2 separate regions of the Zea mays genome follow, and region 2 is linked to region 1. A link is a contact called in public Hi-C data. All regions are on one chromosome and are shown on one strand. Each heading gives the region's core, a stretch centred on a gene start, on an enhancer-like site or on the middle of the called end of the contact. The rest is flanking DNA. Distances are from core to core; before and after follow the strand shown.

The links. Hi-C and Micro-C count contacts between places; a contact is called where the count stands out from the background.
Region 2: a contact with region 1 is called in a Hi-C map of leaf, with 6 times the contacts expected there. The contact joins the promoter of LOC541795 here to the promoter of LOC109940954 in region 1. A contact is called at or near these places in 11 of 25 Hi-C or Micro-C datasets (bundle sheath, ear, endosperm and 3 more) and 2 of 3 datasets of contacts at active chromatin or transcription factors (leaf and seedling).

Annotation. Positions count from the first base shown.
Region 1 is chr7:101,846,717-101,853,298 of Zm-B73-REFERENCE-NAM-5.0, forward strand. LOC109940954 (F-box/SPRY domain-containing protein 1) reads right to left here and starts at 2,835. Exons shown (of 2, transcript XM_020541360.2): 1 at 2,356-2,835; 2 at 1,225-1,662. The coding sequence starts at 2,501. The coding sequence ends at 1,512.
Region 2 is chr7:102,140,607-102,146,552 of Zm-B73-REFERENCE-NAM-5.0, forward strand. It overlaps LOC541795 (voltage-dependent anion channel protein1b), which reads left to right and starts at 1,980. Exons shown (of 6, transcript NM_001111478.2): 1 at 1,980-2,195; 2 at 2,325-2,392; 3 at 3,607-3,717; 4 at 3,961-4,050; 5 at 4,262-4,470; 6 at 5,390-5,881. The coding sequence starts at 2,150. The coding sequence ends at 5,696.

The sequences.
Region 1 (6,582 bases), core at 1,585-4,084:
TTAGGGTAACTTTGTTACGGCTTCTGGCTAGATTCTGACTGATGGAATTGGTTTCTGGCAGCCAAACACTTTACTTCCTGGTCCGTTTTATGGGAATTGTCTCTATGAAAACCGTCTAAATCAACGCGAATACATAATCCACTAAGTCATCATCGCGGCGGGAGGAATTCTACCTCTTCCTAAATCCTAAACCGTGTATACTCCTTCGTCTGTGATATCCAAATATCTGTGAAAGCTAGATTATCCAGAAATCTAGTTTTTTAGAAAAAAAACTCTTCACAAAAAAAACTGTCCCAAACAAGCCCTAAAACGACATTATGCTACCCTTGTCTGCACATGCCCATATCAATTCGATCTGCATTTTTACCCCCTATGATCAAAGAAACTCACTGAACATGAGTAATCTTCTCTTCCTGACGTGTCTAGTTATAGTATGTCCTCCTACTTGCATTTCTCACTGAATAGGAGTGGATTAAGGGGGTGTTTGGTTAGAGGGACTAAATATTATTCTCTAGTTTTTAGTCTCATTTAGTCCCTTTTTTGCCAAACACTAGGACTAAAATATGGACTAAAATGATTTAGTCTTTAGTCCTTCACATAGGTGCTAAAAGAGACTAAAAGCCCATAATTATCATGTTGCCCTTACCTTTTTTATGGATAACTAATATTATGAGTATATTATAAGGGCATTTGAGTCTTTGGACATTGTATTTAATAACTTTAGAATCTGTTTAGTCCCTAAAACCAAACATGTAGGGACTAAAGTTTAGTACTAGGACTAATTGAAACCAAACATGGCCTAATTATCTTCTCTTCCTGTCAGATCTAGTTTATATAAGGCATGTTTGGTTCGTGGCTAACTGCGCCACACTTTGCCTAAGGTTACACGTTCGAATTGAAGAACTAACCTTAGGCAGAAAAGTTAGGCAAAGTGTGGCAAGTTAGGCAGTGAACCAAACAGACCTATAGTATGTCACTACTTGCCTTCGCTGAATATTTCTTCGCCTGCTACTTCTGTTCTTCAGTGGATATCAGCAAGCTGTTGAACAGGGAGTTTATGGTGACATGAGTTTACTCATTTGATTTCAGAGACAGAGAGTTCAAATGCATCACGTTTTTTTACTTGTCCTCATATTAAGAGATTCTAATCTCTATCCATTCAGGTTGGCATGATGCCCAAACTTGGGTGTACAATAAGCTTCATTCAAGAAATACTAGCAGTAATTCTTGTTATGGAAAAGCACTCTGTACTGATGAATGATATTGGCCAAGCTTTTGGTAAGTCAATTCTAATACAAGTTTCCTTATATAAGTCAGGTATACAACCCATCACCCAACAAACATGTACTTACACTTGCAACTGGACACCCACAAGTATGCACCAATGTAGCTACAAATTGCAATTACACAACGACGAGCTCGACACAAGCAGCTCATGAGCGCACCAACAACCTGCCTGATCAAAATTACAGGCGCATGGATGCAGAGAGCAGCAAGGTGCCAAGCCAAGGTCAAGGGCACAGGCTACGCAGGCTTCTGATCGCGCAAGTAGCGCACAGCGGCTGCGGCTCGCGCGTCACCGACAACCCGAACTGGTTCCAAGCGTCCAGGTACTCCATCCTCCAGTCCTCTCTCAGCTCCGCGGAGTCACGGTACCATTGCCTGGTGATCCACAGAACGATGAGCAGGTTTGAGAACACAAGTGTGAGCTACTGAACATTGTTTCCCCAGTTCATTTGCAGGAAAAGGGAATAGAACAGATCAGGGTTTGGTGCAGTATTTGTAGAGTGAGACTCTGTTTCTGCCAACAGCAGAAGGTTTTACCAATACTAGACGAACTCACGCTGCAGCCAGTAAATTGTGAGAAATAAAAAATAAACAGAACAGAACAGCTAATCAAAACAGTCATGTTCAATCGAATTGAACATGGAAGAAACGTTCAGAGCCCAACTCACAGCTGGTCTCTAGAAGGATATGCAGAATTTGGGTGTGAAGGCATGTTCTACTCGGAAGAGAGGAGTGTGGCATAACGTAACACGAGCTCTTTCATCTAGTAACCAGTATGCATGCACAGGGAAGAAAGCTATATAATCTACTATGAATCTATGATATCATCCAGATACCAACTCCAGTAGCATCAAAGATGCTGCAGCCATAGACGTACACTGAATAGGAAGATCAGTAAATGGATTTGGTCAGGTGATCAGTCAGGTTACCACACAGGTTAACACACAGGATGAACCGTTACAGCCGCACCGAGACACCCGAGACAGAGGGAGGCACAGCACGGGGGCATTTCATCGATCAACGCGCGCGCGTGGGGAGAAGGAGAGAGGCGAGGGCGGGGAAACTCACTTGCAGACGAGGGAGCAGCTAAGGAGGTCGACGCAGTCGAGCTGCGAGAACACCCGCGCCATCACGTGTGCGGGGGGCCGCAGCGCCGGCGCCGAATCGCGAACACCCGCCTCCGCCTGCTCCCCCCCTTGCCGTGGCGGCGCCATGGCCGATCCGCCGCCCCGGCTCTTGTGTTGGAGTGGACAAGTGGGCTGCAGAAAGCCTCGATCAATTCGCAACCCCTCTGCTTCTGGTGTCACCGAGGTTGAAGAATTGGAGGCGGCGATTTTTATTGGGATTGGTTACGCCACGGATCCAAACTCGATTCGTCGACGAGGGGAGGAGGGGAAAAAATGCCATCTGATTCTGACGCGACGAGATGTTGATGGTTGTTTGTCTGGACAGAATACATGAGGTGATCCGTGGATAAAACCGCTGAAACCGTTCATGCTAACATAAATTTTCTTTTTCTCTTCTGTCTTTTTTTATGCTGTACCAAGAGGATGACATAATTTTCTTAGGAGAGGACTTTGTGTTTCTTTTTTGACATGAAATATGTCCTATATATTCAGCTGGTTAATTTTTAGGCCAAAATTTAGGCCCACAGTGAAAAGAAGAAATGGAACACTTCAGCTTTTCCTCTTTTTGTGGAGACAGAGCTAGAACTAGAGCTGGCAAAAAAAAATCTTTCTGGCTAGGAGTGAACTTCACACGCCATCACATTAACGTGGAACTAAGAGCTTGTTTGGTTCGATGCATAAAGCTATTCTCAATATAAGTTTCATACTCATTAAATACGATAACATATCATTATGCTTAGTGACTTAACAATGTAATTATGAGGAGAAATATAGAGAGAGTTTCATAGGAAACGGTAGAGTTTCATGGGTATAAAGCTTTGTATACATGGTTACATAGTTTAAATCTGATGTGAAAACAATGCATGAAACTCATCACTAAGAATGAACTAATTGCCACACTTTGTCTTAACTCTTTATGTCTGTGGTTAATTTTTCAATTTGACTAACTAATCTTAGTTAAGTTGTAGCATAGTTAGTCGAGAACAAATAGGTCTAAAGTTTTCTGATGTGTTGTGGCTGGTTTTCAGTGCTACGCGTATGTATTTACTGTGACACGCACATGAGCTGGCGAGGCTGACTGGTGGGCCCAAGGCAACGGCGCGCACGTCTGGTTTGCGAGAGGGATAATGGGTCGGCTCGCGAGTTTGAGCCCGTGAAGCATATTACGATTTTCTTCTTTTCTTTTATTTCCTATTTCATTTTCCTTTTTATTTGTGAATTTCCAATTTGAATTCAAATAATGTTGTGAATCTGTTGTACTCAAATTAAATGCACAATTTGAACATACCAGCATTGGAAGATGTTTATTCTTATTTTTTATGTAGTGTTTTCTCATTTCTTTCTTTCTAATTTTTTCAAATTCAAATTTAAATTCCCATTTAAATACAAATTTTGTGGTAGATTTATTTTCACATTAATTGCCCAACTTAAACATGGCATGGTGAATTTATTTATTTTTGATATTTATTTTGTAATCACTAATGCTTCTCTATCTCCAATTCTAGAATTCCTAATTTAGGATTAAATTTCCAATTTGAACATTGATGTCTTTCTATAGATTTTTATTACTAATATATGCACACGTAATTAAACTCCAACATGATACAATAGATATATGTTTATTTTAATTATTTTATTTGTTTGGTAGATGTTTGAAATATGAAACACACTCATATTGTTTTCTTTCTTTTTAGAAAAAATAGTATTTTGAATGTGGGATAAGAAGTAAAAGTTACTTAAAAATTAAATATTCTTGTAGATAAATGCTTATGGTGCATCGTTTAATGATATGCATAATCATTTAGTTGAATAGAAAACTTTTCTATTACTGTTCTAAAATAATTCCTGATTTTCAAAATTCAGTTCTCAATTTTCAACACTCAAGTATAATTTGAGATAACTGAATTTACTAATTTATCTCTTCATATATTTATTTAATTATTATTAAAAAATTCCTTATACAAATTTTGGGCCTTACATATTTTGAATTTATACTTCTCAAATTTTGAATTAAAATTTTTTGAGCTTCAAGTTTCACCTTTATCTTATGAACAATCAAAGAAACTCCGCATGCCAATGCAAAGTGAAATATTTTTATTTAATCATTTTATAGATGCTTCTAAACATGTTTTGCACAAACTTATATATTTTTTTAAAAAGAAATCATTGTCTTTATTATGCAGTCAATTTAAAGGTTATTTTTTAAAACTCAATATTTTACTAATTGTTTGTTTCTTATATACTTTTAAACTGAATTCTAACAAATACAAGGAGACATTTTACTTCTTAATCTTTTAGAGAAACATTTATAAATCCCAAAATAGAATTTTGGGTGTTACAAATTCTACCCCCTTAAAAATAATATCGTCCTCGAGATTAATAGAAAGAGGATGCAACAAGTTTGGTTTGTAGTCTATAGGTTAGTTTCTAATTTGTTTTATTGCCAAACGATTTTTTTTCTATATCACAAATTATCAGGTGATTAGGAAAGCATGGGTATCTATAGGTATAGCCACTTCATTATGTAGGATAAATGATGTCTTGAAAGCATAGATAGGTGTGGTAAGAAAGAGTAGGGTAAGGGAAGATTCCATCAGGAATGGTGGGTCTTGATTCATATAAAGATCTGGTTCTACTCATATCTTTCATCGTCGAGGTTGACCTCCTTCGGTCTTGGTGTCTTCATCCAAGATATGGACATGTGGTAAGATAATTGGGGGTAGGATAGATTCCCTAAGGTAGGTTGGTCAGAATTTCTATTTTGTTGTTAGCTTGAAACAGAGGGGTTATGCAACCATCTGATGGGTAAGGTAGTTGCATATGGTCAAGTTAGTCTAGGGCACCAATTTAGATTTAAGTGAGTTTGGTCGAAAAGCAATTTGTATGAATAGAGTCTAATCTTATTTAAGCAGTACTAACTAACCTGTTAAGTACTTCATACTAGATTAGATAGGATCTAGATTAGCTTGGTATGGCAAGATTAGACTAGATAAGATCTACTTAATTTGGGTTAGATCATGGTTAGGATAAGATGAATCTATTGTACAAGGTAGAATCTTTAAGATAAGATGAATCTATTTAAAATAGATATACTTTAATGGAGGATAATCTAGGTTGTCTAGTTATCTTATGAATATTTTTTTTGCCTATATGTATATGTAGATGCAATTGTGGATGAAAGTCGCCTAGAGGGGGGGGGGGGGTGAATAGGCAAATCTGAAATTTATAAACTTAAGCACACACTACAAGCCGGGGTTAGCGTTAGAAATATAAACGAGTCTGAAAGAGAGGGCGAAAACAAATCACAAGCGAATAAGAGCGGATGACACGGTGATTTGTTTTACCGAGTTTCGGTTCTTGCAAACCTACTCCCCATTGAGGTGGTCACAAAGCCGTTTGGTGGAGGCTGCTGTTGCATGGTGCACCGGACAGTCCGGTGCGCCAGCCACGTCACCCAGCCGTTGGGTTCTGACCGTTGGAGCTTCTGACAGCTGGGCCATCGGACAGTCCGGTGGTGCACCGGATAGTCACTGTTCACTATTCGGTGCGCCTTCTAGCTCTGCTCTGACTTCTGCGCTCACTGTAGCGCATTAACTGCCGTTGCAGATGACCGTTGGCGCTGTGTAGCCGTTACTCCGCTGGCACACCGGACAGTCTGGTGGTACACCGGACAGTCCGGTGAATTATAGCGGAGCGCTTCCCAGAAATCCTAAATGTGGCAAGTTCAAACTGGAATTCCCTGGTGCACCGGACACTGTCCGGTGGCACACCGGACAGTCCGGTGCGCCAGATCAGGGCACACTTTGGCTGTCTTTTGCTCTCTTTGTTTGAACCCTTTCTTGGTCTTTTTATTGGTTTATTGTGAACCTTTGGCACCTGTAAAACTTATAGTCTAGAGCAAACTAGTTAGTCCAATTATTTGTGTTGGGCAATTCAACCACCAAAATCAATTAGGAAAAGGTGTAAGCCTATTTCCCTTTCAATCTCCCCCTTTTTGGTGATTGATGCCAACACAAACTAAAGCAAATATACAGGTTCAGAATTGAACTAGTTTGCATAATGTAAGTGCAAAGGTTGCTTGGAATGAAACCAATAATTATTTCTACTAGATATGCATGGATGGCTTTCTTCTAATTTAAAATTTTGGACCACGCTTGCACCACTTGTT
Region 2 (5,946 bases), core at 730-3,229, 290 kb after region 1:
ACGTTCCAAAACAAGTGTTAGGAAGCAAAACACTGCTAAGACGCCTGGACAACTCAGTAGAGTCGGCCCTACTTTTGATCAGTTGCTTGCCAAATATATGAAGAAGGCCATTCCATACAAACCGGCCAATAAAACCAATGAAGTCAAAAGGGTGATCTGCGCGAAAGCAAAAGCCGACTAAAATGGCCCAAAAGATAGCACAATCAAGATCGTCTAGTCATCCTCCTCCAGGGATAGCGTGGTGCTTCCCAGACTATCCATCGTCGATGTGTTGTCCTACTCATGTGTGGGGTGGTACGGCGATGAATTCGTATTACTGGCCCAATCCGTTTGCTTATTTGGGCTGGGGGCACCACAAGTTTTTGCCTATTGACAGATTGATCAGGCAAACATGGCTGAAGAGGATGCAATGTGAAACGACCTCTATGCATTAAAGTTCTATCAAGTATTTATATTATCTGATCGCAAGAGCCGATGATTTGCATCGAGCTGAGTCCTTGCTTCGGGAACAAAGTAACTCGTGAGGTCAATGGTTTCTAAAGTTTTCGCTGGTGCTTTTGGTTCGTCAAGCTCCACCAAAAGGCATGTGTTGAGCACCAAAAGTGGCAAATGGTCCGGCCCTAGGGCCCGGATGGTCCGTGTCCCCGCGATTAGATTAGCTCGGGTGATTATCCTTATCCCATGCGTGGTTATCCATCTAATCACGTGGGGTTTGTTAGCTATCTCTTAGGAACGGGTCTAGACCTCCCCTATATATATATGAAGGGGTATGGCCGATTGAGAACCATCGAACACATTCCAATCGAATCAATTACTTTCTTTATCATTCCTGCCCTAGGAGTAGATGTAGTGTAGTTCTAGTTGTAGCCTTCCGCATATCCACCTCCACCCTTATTCAACTCTACGTCGTCTAGATCTGTCTTGGGTGGTCTGCCGACCCAAGACGACCCTAAGATCTTACCCCTCCCGGGGGGCAAGATCTAGTTGTCCATTGAAGTCTTCTTCTTCGAATTGATCTCTTAATTCATAGACGACTCCATGTCATCTGGGGACGCCCCGGGTGACCTGTCGACCCAGGGCGCCCTAAGATCTCTTCTCCCAGGGGGCGAGGTCTAGGTTCCAGCGAGGAGGAGGAAGACGACCATGCGCCATCGCGGACCGTCCGACCATGTGCGCGGACCGTCCGGTGCGATGCAGGGAAGACGTCACTCCTGCGCCTAGGTCGTGGACCGTCCGGTCCAGAGCCGCGAACCGTCCGTGCCGCCGTAGAGGGCACCGCCAGGCGGTACACCCCTAGTGATTAGTGTTGCCCAGATCTACGCCAACAATTATATGTACCAAAATCTCCCTGGTGAATCACTGGTAATAGGAGATAATCAAGGGAATCTTTGAGAAAAGACAAAGATGTTTACGAACAATTGGCTAAAAAACATCGATTACGCAAGCTGACACAAAAAATCTTAAGCGTCCCTTCGTCTCCTTTCGTTTCCTCCATGTCTTCTCTTCTAACTGATACAAAATCTAATACATGTGGTGCCATCTAGACACCTATACTAGTACTAGATAAGATCAATGTGACCATGTATCCCTATGGTGTAAGTTACTGTTTAGCGCTCCAACAGACTCTGCATAAGACCGTGCAAAATGCGCACCGCATGTTTAGACTCCTGATCCCTCCGGTGTCTGTCTCCTCAACGCAAAGGAAAATGGGGATGCTGAGTAGAATAGTCAGCTGAAAACGGGGATGGATATATGATCTCGTTGTATACTGTTGATCGTGCTAAATACGGATAAGGAGAGGGAGTCTACTGAAGTTGGTCAATACTACCAGATTTCATACACTGTCTGGATTCTGAAAAATGAAAATGCGTCCATAACCAAACGCCTTCTTGACGTGGTGGAAACACAGATGTGTATTAGAGATGTGTATTAGGACAGAAGTCGATTCTTTAAGACCAGCATCTGGAGCTGCTCCAAACGCAGCCCTAATTTTCCGGCGCTACTTCCAAATAGTCGCCCTCTCAACTTTTGTTGGGTCCGTCTGTGGATTGTCCCCGGCCTCCTTACCGTCGCGTCCAAATCATCCTCACACCCCGCAGCATCTCCACGCCGCCACACCTCGTCGCGTCGCGTCGTCTCCGCCGAGAAGATGGTCGGACCAGGCCTCTACACCGAGATCGGCAAGAAGACCAGGGGTGGGTGCCCGTCCATCTCGCCTTCCTTCCCCACGGATTCCTTTCATCCTCTGGGGATCATGGGTGGAGTTCGCTAGTTTATTCTCTTTTGTTGGTTTGGTTATCATTTTCGGTTCGTTTTTTTCGCAGATCTGCTGTACAAGGACTACCAGACAGACCACAAGTTCACCCTCACTACCTACAGCTCCAATGGCGTTGTAAGTCCTCCGCTCCTTTCAAAACACCCCTCCTCTTCCGCACTTCCTCAGCCTCGGTCCTCGTGGTACTGCGTTGCTTTGCAGTGATTTCGTCGGACTGGGAATGGATCTGGTTGATGTGGCTGTCATGATTTTTCTATTGTATGCATCCCTGGGGGGTTCGGATGACTGATTTGTAGCGAAAGTTAGACCAAAGGATTGTTGCTTGTTAGCGGAAGTCAACACAAGAGATTGGTTAGATTAGTTTTCTGCACAGCTGCGCCTATGTGCTTGCTTGTTGCAGTCCTGCTTAGTTGTGCTCTGCGTCTATCTCTTTATTCAGTTTTTTTTTTTTGCTGAACGGTATAGGATTCGGCAATGTGTCATTTATATGTGATGCTCTTTCACTGCTTGTTTTGAATAGGTGGATTGGGAGGTGATGTGAAATAGTAGCAACCTTGAGTTGGCTTGATTTTCAAGGATGTAACACGTGTTAGCACTATGTGGTTACTGTGAGGACATTAGTAGGAGGACAGTGGGCAGTCGATTATTGGGTAATAATCGTAAGTAGCTGAGCGAGCTAAGCGATGTCGATATGTCAATGCGGTTTGGTGGATTTCCTTCCATGGTTGGGAATTGGGATGTGAGTAAACTGCAGGTTTTGATGGCTTTTAGACTTTTAGGAAAAATGTATCTGTACTAAACTAAGGGTGTGTTTAGTTTTTAGGGACTAATTTTTAGTTCCTTCATTTTATTCCATTTTAGTCCCTTCATTTTATTCCATTTTAGTCCATAAAATATTAGTTTCCATATTTGATAATTTATGGACTAAAATAGAATAAAATGAAGAGACTAAAAATTAGTCCTTAGAAACCAAACCCCCCTAAAACAATTGAGAATAATCAAACTATAACTGAAGTATCAAACATCTGAAAAGACGATTGTATTGAACTCCAGTTGTGCTGTTACCATAATTGTGTTTGTCAACTCATGATGACTTTTGCAACTTGCCTTCTCCATTTATGTATTGGAATATGGAACTATACATGCTGTGGTCTAAATGGTAAGGCCTGTGTGTGTTAACAACTAATTTTTGTTGTGCATGTATATATTTGATTGTTCTCTTAATGCTGCCTACGTGTTTGTGCCCAAAATTTTTACTCTGTTAGAATTATTTGCATGCATGACTATCGAATTCTTATGTTTTTAATATCCTCTGTTACTCTTTCATGCAGGCTGTCACTGCTACTAGCACAAAGAAAGCTGACCTGATCTTCAGTGAGATCCATTCACAGATAAAGAACAAGAACATGACCGTAGATGTGAAAGCAAACTCAGAGTCAAATGTAAATCTCTCGTTCTCTCTCTGTATGTACATTTATATACTTAACCCCTGGAAATTGCATGCCTTGCTCAAAATGGACCTGTAACATGTTCATTTCTTATGATATCACATAATTGTAGTCTAACAAACTAGTATCAAGCATGCTATTTGTGTTGGTCAACAATTTGGTCTGCGACTAATTAGTTGATCTGTTATTTTTCTCAAGTTTGAGTTCTATTGACTGCTTGCTTGATGTGATGTTCAGATCATTACTACAGTTACTGTCAATGAGATTGCAACACCAGGACTGAAGACTATCTTAAGCTTTGCTGTTCCTGATCAGAGATCTGGAAAGGTAATAATCCAATTCAGTTTATTTTTTCTTAAGTGGAAGCTTAGGGCATGTTTGGTTCGTGGCTAACTGCGCCACACTTTGCCTAAGGTTAGTCGTTCGAATTGAAGAACTAACCTTAGGCAGAACAGTTAGGCAAAGTGTGGCAAATTAGGCAGCGAACCAAACAAACCTTATTCTTCAAATGTATTCATTTATTTATTTCTGGTTTCAGGTTGAGCTTCAGTATTTGCATGATTATGCTGGAGTTAATGCAAGCGTTAGTCTGACAGCCAATCCTGTAGCCAACCTCTCTGCTGCCTTTGGCACTAAGGCTCTCGCAGTTGGTGCAGAAATCTCATTTGATTCTGCCACTGGGAACTTCACCAAATACAATGCTGGATTGATGTTCACTCATGAAGACCTTATCGCATCCCTTAATATGTGAGTTTTCTAAGTTAGCAATCTTATATATTTAGGCACTGTATGCGACTGTTGTTTGACAACCCTTAAGCTTATTTGATACCTGTAATATCTTTATTGATGGTTAATTGCAAATCCCTGCTTGATGCATCTCAACTTCAAGTTGTTTTGTAGCTGGTTTAGTGCATAAAATTAGTCAAAATATTAATATACCGGTCACCGTCATTTCACCTTTTCTCACTGACATTTCTCAAATGGAGTTTTGAAAGAAGGTTTTACTTCACTTATATACGTTTGCAACAAACATGAGTTTCTAACTCACTCAGATTATAAAAAAACTCAGCCGGGGAGGGAATGACCGTCTTGCTGGTATTATATTAAGAAGAGACCGAAACAATGGTCCTGCCGAGAAAATCCTCGAACCCTGGCCCCCATCACTAACGGACCGGTGTCAACCGTCAACTCTGCAACGGCCCAACCGGAGGGTGGCGCATAGGACATCGTAACCCGAGACCGAGAGCGGATGGGGCACAACGAGGGAATTTTTTTAACCAAGCCGAAAAATTCGCCCCTGAGGTGTTACTCGGAAGCCTTTAATCACTAGGTTAGAGGCCCTTTCGCAACTCACTCAGATTATTGCATGTACAGAAATTGGTCAATGTAACTGACTTTGCTAGTGTTTTTAGTTTCACTGAAAAAAGGATCTCTTGCAGTAAGCTGGTAGCAGTATGGCTAATATTAAGCTGTGCCTCCAGTAAGGGTTTGGTGCTCAGCATTTTGTTTTTCTAATTGAGTCAAAAGTCTTATGTATAATCTTATATTAAATGAAATTGATGTCATAGTTCCTCAACAGATATAATCCCATTTTTAAGGACGTTTAACGTCTTATTATTGCAGTTACATCCAAATTTTCTGTAACTTATCCAACCTTCTCTTGCAGGAACAACAAGGGAGACAACCTTACTGGAGCTTACTACCACAAGGTGAGCGAATTGACAAACACAGCTGTTGGGGCAGAGCTTACCCACAGTTTCTCGACCAATGAAAACACCCTCACCTTTGGCGGGCAGCACACTCTGGACCCACTAACCGTCTTGAAGGCACGCATCAACAACTCGGGCAAAGCCAGCGTCCTGATCCAGCATGAGTGGAGGCCAAAGTCGCTGGTCACCATCTCGGCTGAGGTCGATACAAAGACCATTGAGAAGAGCTCGAAGGTTGGAATTGCTGTGGCCCTCAAGCCCTGATTGATTATCAAGACTATTTTTTCTTCTAAGGTCCTAGCATGACTGTTTGGGTCATATCAGGTCAGCTGGGGAAAACAAAACTGTTGGGGTTACCGGCATCTTTTGGTCGTTGCAGTCTGTTGATTTCATGAACTGCGAAATGTTTCATTGAGGAAATTTTTGGGTCATCTGCTTAGCGCTCTGTTAAATGAGCAACTTCCAAAATAATTCGAGCCCAGTAGAATTCTGAACTTGTTTACAATGGTTGATG